Linked DNA regions of Rattus norvegicus: regions 2 and 3 are each linked to region 1. The links are chromatin contacts, called in public Hi-C maps. All regions are on one chromosome and are shown on one strand. Each heading gives the region's core, a stretch centred on a gene start, on an enhancer-like site or on the middle of the called end of the contact. The rest is flanking DNA. Distances are from core to core; before and after follow the strand shown. Region 1 overlaps Kalrn (kalirin, RhoGEF kinase). Region 2 has its middle 51 kb from the start of Ropn1. Region 3 has its middle 11 kb from the start of Kalrn.

Region 1 (2,547 bases), core at 18-2,517:
AGCCGTCACTGTAAAGCATACACCCTTTTCCCTTCTGTAAGTCATGAACATGGCTACTGACTTTTGATTCTACACACAGCCCACCTCAGGAAGAGGCCCACCCTTCTCTTGGGTTATAGGCTATGGTCATGTGGCATACATTTTCGCCACATGGGACCCACAGTAGCCAGGGCCACATGTGTCTAAAAGCAAAGCTGTATAGAGTACCATAATCTGTGCCAGCATAACAAGTAGCAAGTGGGTCTGTGTTGTTCTGTGAACACAGTGATGTGTGGGTCCATTAGTTACAGACCAGAGGGTGCTGGGCTGAGGCAGAGTGGTTCATCTCTCAGCATCGCAGGCTAGTTAAATCATCTCGGAATTACCCAACACTCCCAGCTTTCTTATTAAGGCCTCTCCATCACTCCTGAGTTCTGATGTTCTCTCCTCCCTGGGAACTCCCAAACACAGCAGTTATGCCCAGGGCAGTTCAGGCCACAGCAGACATTAAATAAGAGTAAAGGGAGGGGGTGTTTAAAGCAGTGGCTCTCATCCTTCCTAAGGCTCCCATCCTGTTATACAGCTCCTCAAGTGGTGACCCCAACCATAAAATTATTTTTGCTGCTACTTCACAAGTGTCATTTTGCCACCGCTATGAACCATAATTTACATATCTGTGTTTTCTGGCAGTCTTAGGTAACCTCCGTGAAAGACTCATTCAACCCCTAGAGGGTCGAGACCCAGAGGTTAAGAACTTCTGATTTAGCTACTGAGCATGCATGGTCATGGCTTCAAAGTGTCTCCTCACATCTATTTCATCAGACTATACCTTACATACGTGCTTTGTCACAGATCAACTAAGCCTCAAATCTGTTTGGACATGCAAAGGAGCAGGTGCTGATATATCTGTTTTGTTTATTGGCTAGTAGGTTACGTGGGGGTGGAAATTCCAGCCTATACATCTTTACCAAAGTAACTCATTCATGCTCAGGACCATTTCTCTGCACTCATAATATTATAAATGGAAAAGGAGAGGGGATGCTTGGTGACACCCATAGGGTAGAACCCTCCCCCTTTTCCTCTAAGACTTTTAATACAGGGGGCTGTCACATGGGTCAGGAAAGGTGGTAGGAGACTGCTTCATTCTCTAAGGAGGGTTGGGGAGTGGAGAGCCGCCAGCCTATTATCCATGCCTCGAGGGCAAGTGGCCACCTCACAAGGCCAGAGGAGAGACTCTGTCCCCACCCCTGTTCCAAAAATAGGAACGGAGTGGTCAGTGAACTTAACCGAGTGCCAAAAGCTTCCCAGATCTGGAGAGGCTTCACTGCCCTGCGCCCGCCCTGCTGGGAGGCTGAGGTACAACCCGTACAGGAACTATTTCCTGTGCCCTTGTTTAGATGTGGATGGGCACACAGCCCTTCCTCCAAACCATCACCCTTCTGACCTCTGTCAAAAAGCACCAAATAAGTCAAAGGCTGAGGCGCTTAGCTCCACGTGGATCTTCTCAGTTCATCTGGACGCAGCTCTAAAGCACTGTTGTTCTCCCGGCTCCACAGCCAGCACGGTTTTTTTGTGGTGGCTGAGTCAAAGTTCGAGCAGTGCCTCATCACCGACTCAAAGTGGCCACCCCTCCCCCACCTCAATTCTGTTTTTAATATTCTCTTTCTCTGACTACCCCTACACAATACACAAATGTGCGTTCATATACATGCACAAGTACACTTCTTTCTCTTTTAAGTGTGATTTGCTGTATGTGTAGGAGTGTTTGGCCCGCGTGTGTACGTATGTGTGTTGGGTGTGTTCGGTGCCCAGAGATCAGAAGAGGATGTTGGATCCGCTGGAAATGAACTGACGAACAGCTATGATTTCTCACGTGGATGCTGGAATCAAACCTGAATCCTCTGAAAGAACAGCTCAGGCTCTTAATCCTTGCTTCCCCTCTCCAGCCCCCTTCTTTCTCTATCTAAGGTGTGTGTATACACCTCAGAAGACAGGTTCGAAACCGACTTCATGGATTTAAGTTCAGTGATAGTGTACTTAAATGGGGGAACACCTTTGTTCCCGCTAATGTCTGGCTGAAACACAGCAACCCTTTCCGTTATGAACACAGAAAACTAACTATCCAGAGTCAATGAAACAGTTTCTTGGCTACCAGCAGCAACGTGAGCATTTCCGTATCACACTAGGTAGGATATGTTCTAAAATGCTATCCATGTTTATTATGTCTCCAAGTCAGGGTGGCTCCCGGGCTTCAAGTAGATCTTGTGTTTGTCACATTAATAAATACATAGTTTTTTTTAGTAAGTTAATAGTGTATTTTATTTGCTTTATGAGCCTATGTAATTTTTTCCCATATTTAAAAATAGTACTGTGATGAGTCCATTGTTTCACCAGAGCAGAGGTCCGTGGAGGAGGAAGAGCTGAGGAGTGTTCATTAGAAGGTGTGACTTGGGGAACAAAAGTGATGACTCAGTGGGTAAGAGCCTTTGCTGCAGAAGGATGAGGTCCCCAGTTCAGGTCCCATGCCTGTGTGAAAAGCCAGATGTGGCCATGTTCATGCCTGTAACC
Region 2 (2,547 bases), core at 34-2,533, 240 kb after region 1:
GTCTTTCATAAAACCACCACTGCTTCCTTTTTTTTTTTTTTTTTGGTTCTTTTTTTTTCGGAGCTGGGGACCGAACCCGGGGCCTTGCGCTTCCTAGGCCAGCGCTCTACCACTGAGCTAAATCCCCAGCCCCCCACCACTGCTTTCTAATGCCAAGTGGCGGCATGCTACATGTCACAAACCCATCATCTTAGATAGATGGCACTGGAGCTCAAACTACATATTATTGACCCCTCTTTCAGATGAAAACACTGAGGGTTAGAGACATTTTGAGTCATGCGTTATAAATGGACAAGAGAAGAATTTGAATCCTCCCCTAGCAACTCCCAACTGAGAGTGGTGTGATGGTCTGAGAGAGAGCATGTGTTATGTACTTGAAGAAGCCCCTGGAGAGTTTAGAGGTATTTATGGTGTGACTGGACTTCGAGAGGAGAGGGGATTTTGTGTCTGTTGACTTGTATTTTGTTGTTGCTGCTGCTGCTGCTGCTGTTTGAGGAGAGATGAAGGAGACAGCAAACACTGGGAGCCAGAGAGGCTTGTCAAAAACCTTGGCCGGGATTGGAAAGATGGCTTAGTTGGTAAAATGCCTACCACATAAGCATGGATTCTCAACACCCATATAAAAGTCAGATCTGATGTATGGGCAATCCCAGAGCCAGGGACACGCAGAGACAAGCAGATCCAATAGGTCATTGGCCAACTAGCTTAGCCAGTCAGTGAGCTCTGGGTTCAGTGAGAGATCACCTCTCAAAACGTAAGGCAGAAAGCTAGGAAGACAGCCAACAACAGCCTTCTTCCTACAGAAACATGCACACGCATGCACAAACACACACATGTGCACCTACACAAATATATATATATACATATATATACATAAATAGTACATACACACAGAAAGAAATAAGAGAAAGAGAGAGAGAGAGAGAGAGAGAGAGAGAGAGAGAGAGAGAGAGAGAGAGAGAAACTTGATCTATTGCCCTGGATAAGATCAAATGTTAATTTGATTTACAATTATACGTGAGTTAGAGATTTGAGGCAATAAGGAATTAATTTCAAAAAATGCCTTAGAAGGGTTTTTTTTTTAAGAGCAGCTTTTCAACAAACAAAACTAAAACACTTAATTTCATTTTCATGGAATTTTTATAGCAAAGATGCCTTAAGTGGCCGGGAGCCACCCTTTGGAAAGAAGCAGACCAAAAAAGCTAAGGAATCTTCTATGTGTCACACAGCCTGAGCACAGTGATCATTGAGGTATGGCCCTGAGGTCTGAGCGTGACCACATCATTACTCATGCCAGCCACTGGCACCGTCATCAGAGTGGCGCAGAGATCCCGGCATGAGCATTAACGAATGAAGAAAGGGGGGCCTGGAGCTCCCCATCCCCGGTGTCTTACAGACTACTACTAGCTCTGTACCAGTGCTAACTTTATTGACTTAGATAAACAAATAAATAAATTGAATAAGTGATGTCCCAAAGTGACAAAAAGCCACCGTGCTGAATCGTAACTCCATCTCTTCATCTCCTTGCACCACACCTCCAGGGGAGCCCGGCCAACTGGGAGAAGGATATATTGGATGCCAGGATACATAGGGCACGGTGCCTGACTTAAGTGATGTCAAATTTTTAATTAGGGATATGGGAAAGACGGAGATGACAAAGACTTCCTGTCATCTAGAGGTCAGGGCCACTTGGTCTTTTGTCCGGTGGCACGGTGAACATCTCCACCTCGCCAATCCTGCTGCACTTTCACAGCATGTTCGGTCCGCATTACTGAGTCAACAGATCAGCATCATGCCTGCGGTTGGTCACCCTTTTCTGTCTCTCCCCTGTAATGTTTGATCTGGCTTATCCTCCTGCATTTTTTGGCTGCCTGCTTTCCCGCTGCCTGTCAGTCAAGTTTTGCTCGGTAAACATTCCAAAGTCCCGGGATCACTAGTACCCACTTGGGTGCCATATCTACTGTTCTGGGTTATCCTATCATGTACATATATAGGATGTGAGACAGGGAAGATGTGGAGGCTTATGAACATAATTATTGGCAAGAAGAACCCATAATATGTGTATATATGTATATGTGTATATATATGCATGTATATATGTATATGTAAAATGTGATATATGTGTGTACATGCCAATATGTATGTATATGTATGTACATATGCATATATAAAAGTATATATGTGTTGTTCTTGCCAATAATTATGTTCATAGACCTCCACATCTTGTCTCTCACATGAGTGTATGTGTGTGTGTACATGATACAGATAACCCAGAACATTACAGCACCCAAATGGGTACTAGTGGCTCAGGACTTTGGAATAAACATATATATTCTGAATATATACTGGAATATATATATGTGTGTGTGTGTGTGTGTGTGTGTGTGTGTGTGTGTGTGTACAATATAGTTTGGAGGGATTCTGAGTTACACTTAGTTCTCAGCGATCTTTGCTGGTATAGATGAAGAGTAATGTGGACACACAGCAGATATATTTTTTTAAGCCAAAGCTTAGTTTTCTGCCCTTCACTGCGCATTGTAAAGACAG
Region 3 (2,547 bases), core at 20-2,519, 170 kb after region 1:
TTTTCACAGCATTTCAGGCTGACAAAAATAGAAACCCAGATCTTTTTTTCCCTCAGGGCCAGGCAACAGTTTCCTTCTCCACTCCCCACTCACAGGATACAGAATGTGAGATGGTTACAGACAGCTCCCAACTTGGAATCACCACCAGGCTTATCCACCTAAGTGGCTGTTAGAGGAAGTTCCACTGGTATATCAGACACTCGCCATTCACCCCCTGCTTAGCCCCACAGCCTTCACTTGCCACAGGAACCCAGATGAGCGGTCTGTGAACTTAAAGAGTTTTAGCAGCAACCACAGTCCCTTTCAGGCTATTCATTTATTTGTGGCTTACAAATCTTAAGAGATGTTGGTCAGTGAGAGTAACATTGTTTCTTCTCAAGTCCTACCCAGGAAGTGACTAGAGCAATGGTTCTTAACCTTCACCGCGCTGTGATCCTTTAATACCATTCCTCATGTGGTGACCCCCAACCAAATTATTTCATTGCTACTTTATAACTGTGATTTTGCTGCTGTTATGAACTGTAATGTAAATATCTGAGCTGCAGGAGGACGTCTCATATGTGACCCCAAGGGGGTCATGACCCACAGGTTGAGAACCACTGCTGTAGAGCTTTAGAATAATTTTGAGGCCACATGGATAACAACGAGGGAAGAGCAGCTTGGTCCCTTTGTAGCATCTGCCAAATAAGGTGCTGAGAGTCAGAACGTGCGCTCTCTAGTGGAGCATCCCTGCCTTATGCTACAGGCTTTGAGTGCCCCACATCCCTATTCACAGTGGGATATACTGGGTGTGGGGAGCTGCAAAAGGTGACAGGAGGCACAGGCTAAAGGAAGATAGTCTCTGATCACGGCAGTGTCTCCCATAGTGCATTTGTCAACAGACACTGTGAGGGCAGGGAGTCCAGGGGAAGTGAAGGGGCTCTCAGGATAGATGTAGCATCAAATAGATGCAGATGGATGACTCCAAACAGGGGTACAATGCTGGCCCAAGGTAAGCCCAGAGCCTGAATTCCATCTGTCATATTTTACTGTTATTTATCTCAAAGACTCAAAAACTGTACCCACGTAAGAGCATGCCTTTCACAATTTTGAAATTTCCAAGTACCCTGTTGAGAATCTACTCATCTTCTACCTACCTATCTTTATAACCAAAAACAGAAAGAAAGAAAGAAAAAAAAACTCAAAGCCAAAAATCCCCAGACCTTCATGTGTTGTAACTAAAAACACTCGGTAAACAAAGCCAGTCCTTGGGCTCCCTTGGGGAGTAATTGTCTAAGAATGCTTCTTTTCTTTCAGCTGGTGAAAGAAAAAGGCACAGACGTGCTAAGACTGCGGAGCGCATCTTGAAAACATTAATTTTTCCGAACACCAATGTGCGGCTCACGTGCTTTTCCGGAGCAGGCAGCGATGGGCAGTGAGCAGAACGCTGAAGACACCAGCTTGCCCGCCTTGCTGCTGGCACACAGCTTCTGAGGAAGTGGTTACTGGTACAGGAGAGAAATTTATAAGGCACAGGGGGCAAGATCTGGGCACCATGACTTGCCACAGGACCCTGAAGACTTGGGGTTGGACCGTCGGTTCTGAAGTAGGTAGAGAAAAGGCAGAATCAGTCCTTTCTTCCATTTCTACCCCTGGCCAATTGCTCAAGGCCAAGTTGCCAATCAACTCATCTATTCTTCACCCAGTCCTGCAGAGGTGCAGCCCCAGCAATCGTTCCAAGTGATAGGAGCCATTCTTGCAGCTCCAGGCCTGTTCACAAGGAACAAGACAAAGCAGATCCATCCACAGAGGCAAGGAAAGAAAAGACTCAACAGTAAGAACATGCCAGAAGCTCTGTCAGTGTCAACTAGACATCCTCTAAGTTGACTGCTACCACCAAAACCTAGCCATATCTAATTGCATGCCAAGATTCCCATGGGGGAATACAGAGAGGAGTGGAGTGACAGACAGACAGACAGACACACACACACATACAGAGAGAGGGGGAGGGACAGAGACAGACAGACAGACAGAAACACACACATACAGAGAGAGGGAGGAGGGACAGAGACAGACAGACATACACATACAGAGAGGACAGAGACAGACAGACAGACAGATAGACACACATACAGAGAGGGGTGAAGTGACAGACAGACAGAAACACACACATACAGAGAGGGGGAGGGCCAGAGACAGACAGACAGACAGACAGACAGACAGACAGTCAGACACTGGCTAACTTATGATTTATCACTATTCTGGAGCCAACCACTCTCGGACACCAATGCTACCACCCATAGTCATGTGATATGGGTCAAATCACTCCATGTTTCCGTGCCTCTATTTTTGCACAAAATACGAAGGATGTTAGTGACACTTAACTAAGTTAAAAAATAAAATAATACACCCCACAGAGTACAAGACTGTGGTGATCACGATGATGTTGCCAGCCTTACATCCCCTGCTAAGCTGTCTCTTCCCGTGGGACCACTGCACATGATCTTCACAGGCTCTGGAAAGGTTGTTCCCACACTGCCTTCATCCAACTCTCCAGACCCACAGGAA

What was found. A called contact is a pair of places that touch in the nucleus more often than the background predicts.
Region 2: a contact with region 1 is called in a Hi-C map of the A7r5 cell line, with 3 times the contacts expected there. The contact joins two enhancer-like sites. A contact is called at or near these places in 10 of 12 Hi-C or Micro-C datasets (the A7r5 cell line, the Rat2 cell line, Schwann cells and 5 more).
Region 3: a Hi-C map of the A7r5 cell line shows a contact between it and region 1, with 3 times the contacts expected there. The contact joins two enhancer-like sites. A contact is called at or near these places in 12 of 12 Hi-C or Micro-C datasets (the A7r5 cell line, the Rat2 cell line, Schwann cells and 7 more) and 1 of 1 datasets of contacts at active chromatin or transcription factors (oligodendrocytes).

The regions. Positions count from the first base shown.
Region 1 is chr11:79,920,776-79,923,322 of GRCr8, reverse strand. All of the region lies in intron 5 of Kalrn (kalirin, RhoGEF kinase), which reads right to left. Among named protein-coding and RNA genes, the nearest start is that of Kalrn, 160 kb to the right of the region's middle. Within about 2 kb of position 1,267, at least 23 of the 93 cell types and tissues checked have an H3K27ac peak or open chromatin away from gene starts, as enhancers often do. A contact at or near this core is called in the A7r5 cell line, where this site is marked.
Region 2 is chr11:79,682,072-79,684,618 of GRCr8, reverse strand. No RefSeq gene overlaps it. Among named protein-coding and RNA genes, the nearest start is that of Ropn1, 51 kb to the right of the region's middle. Within about 2 kb of position 1,283, at least 12 of the 93 cell types and tissues checked have an H3K27ac peak or open chromatin away from gene starts, as enhancers often do. A contact at or near this core is called in the A7r5 cell line, where this site is marked.
Region 3 is chr11:79,748,328-79,750,874 of GRCr8, reverse strand. It overlaps a transcript of Kalrn not described here. Among named protein-coding and RNA genes, the nearest start is that of Kalrn, 11 kb to the left of the region's middle. Within about 2 kb of position 1,269, at least 2 of the 93 cell types and tissues checked have an H3K27ac peak or open chromatin away from gene starts, as enhancers often do. A contact at or near this core is called in the A7r5 cell line, where this site is marked.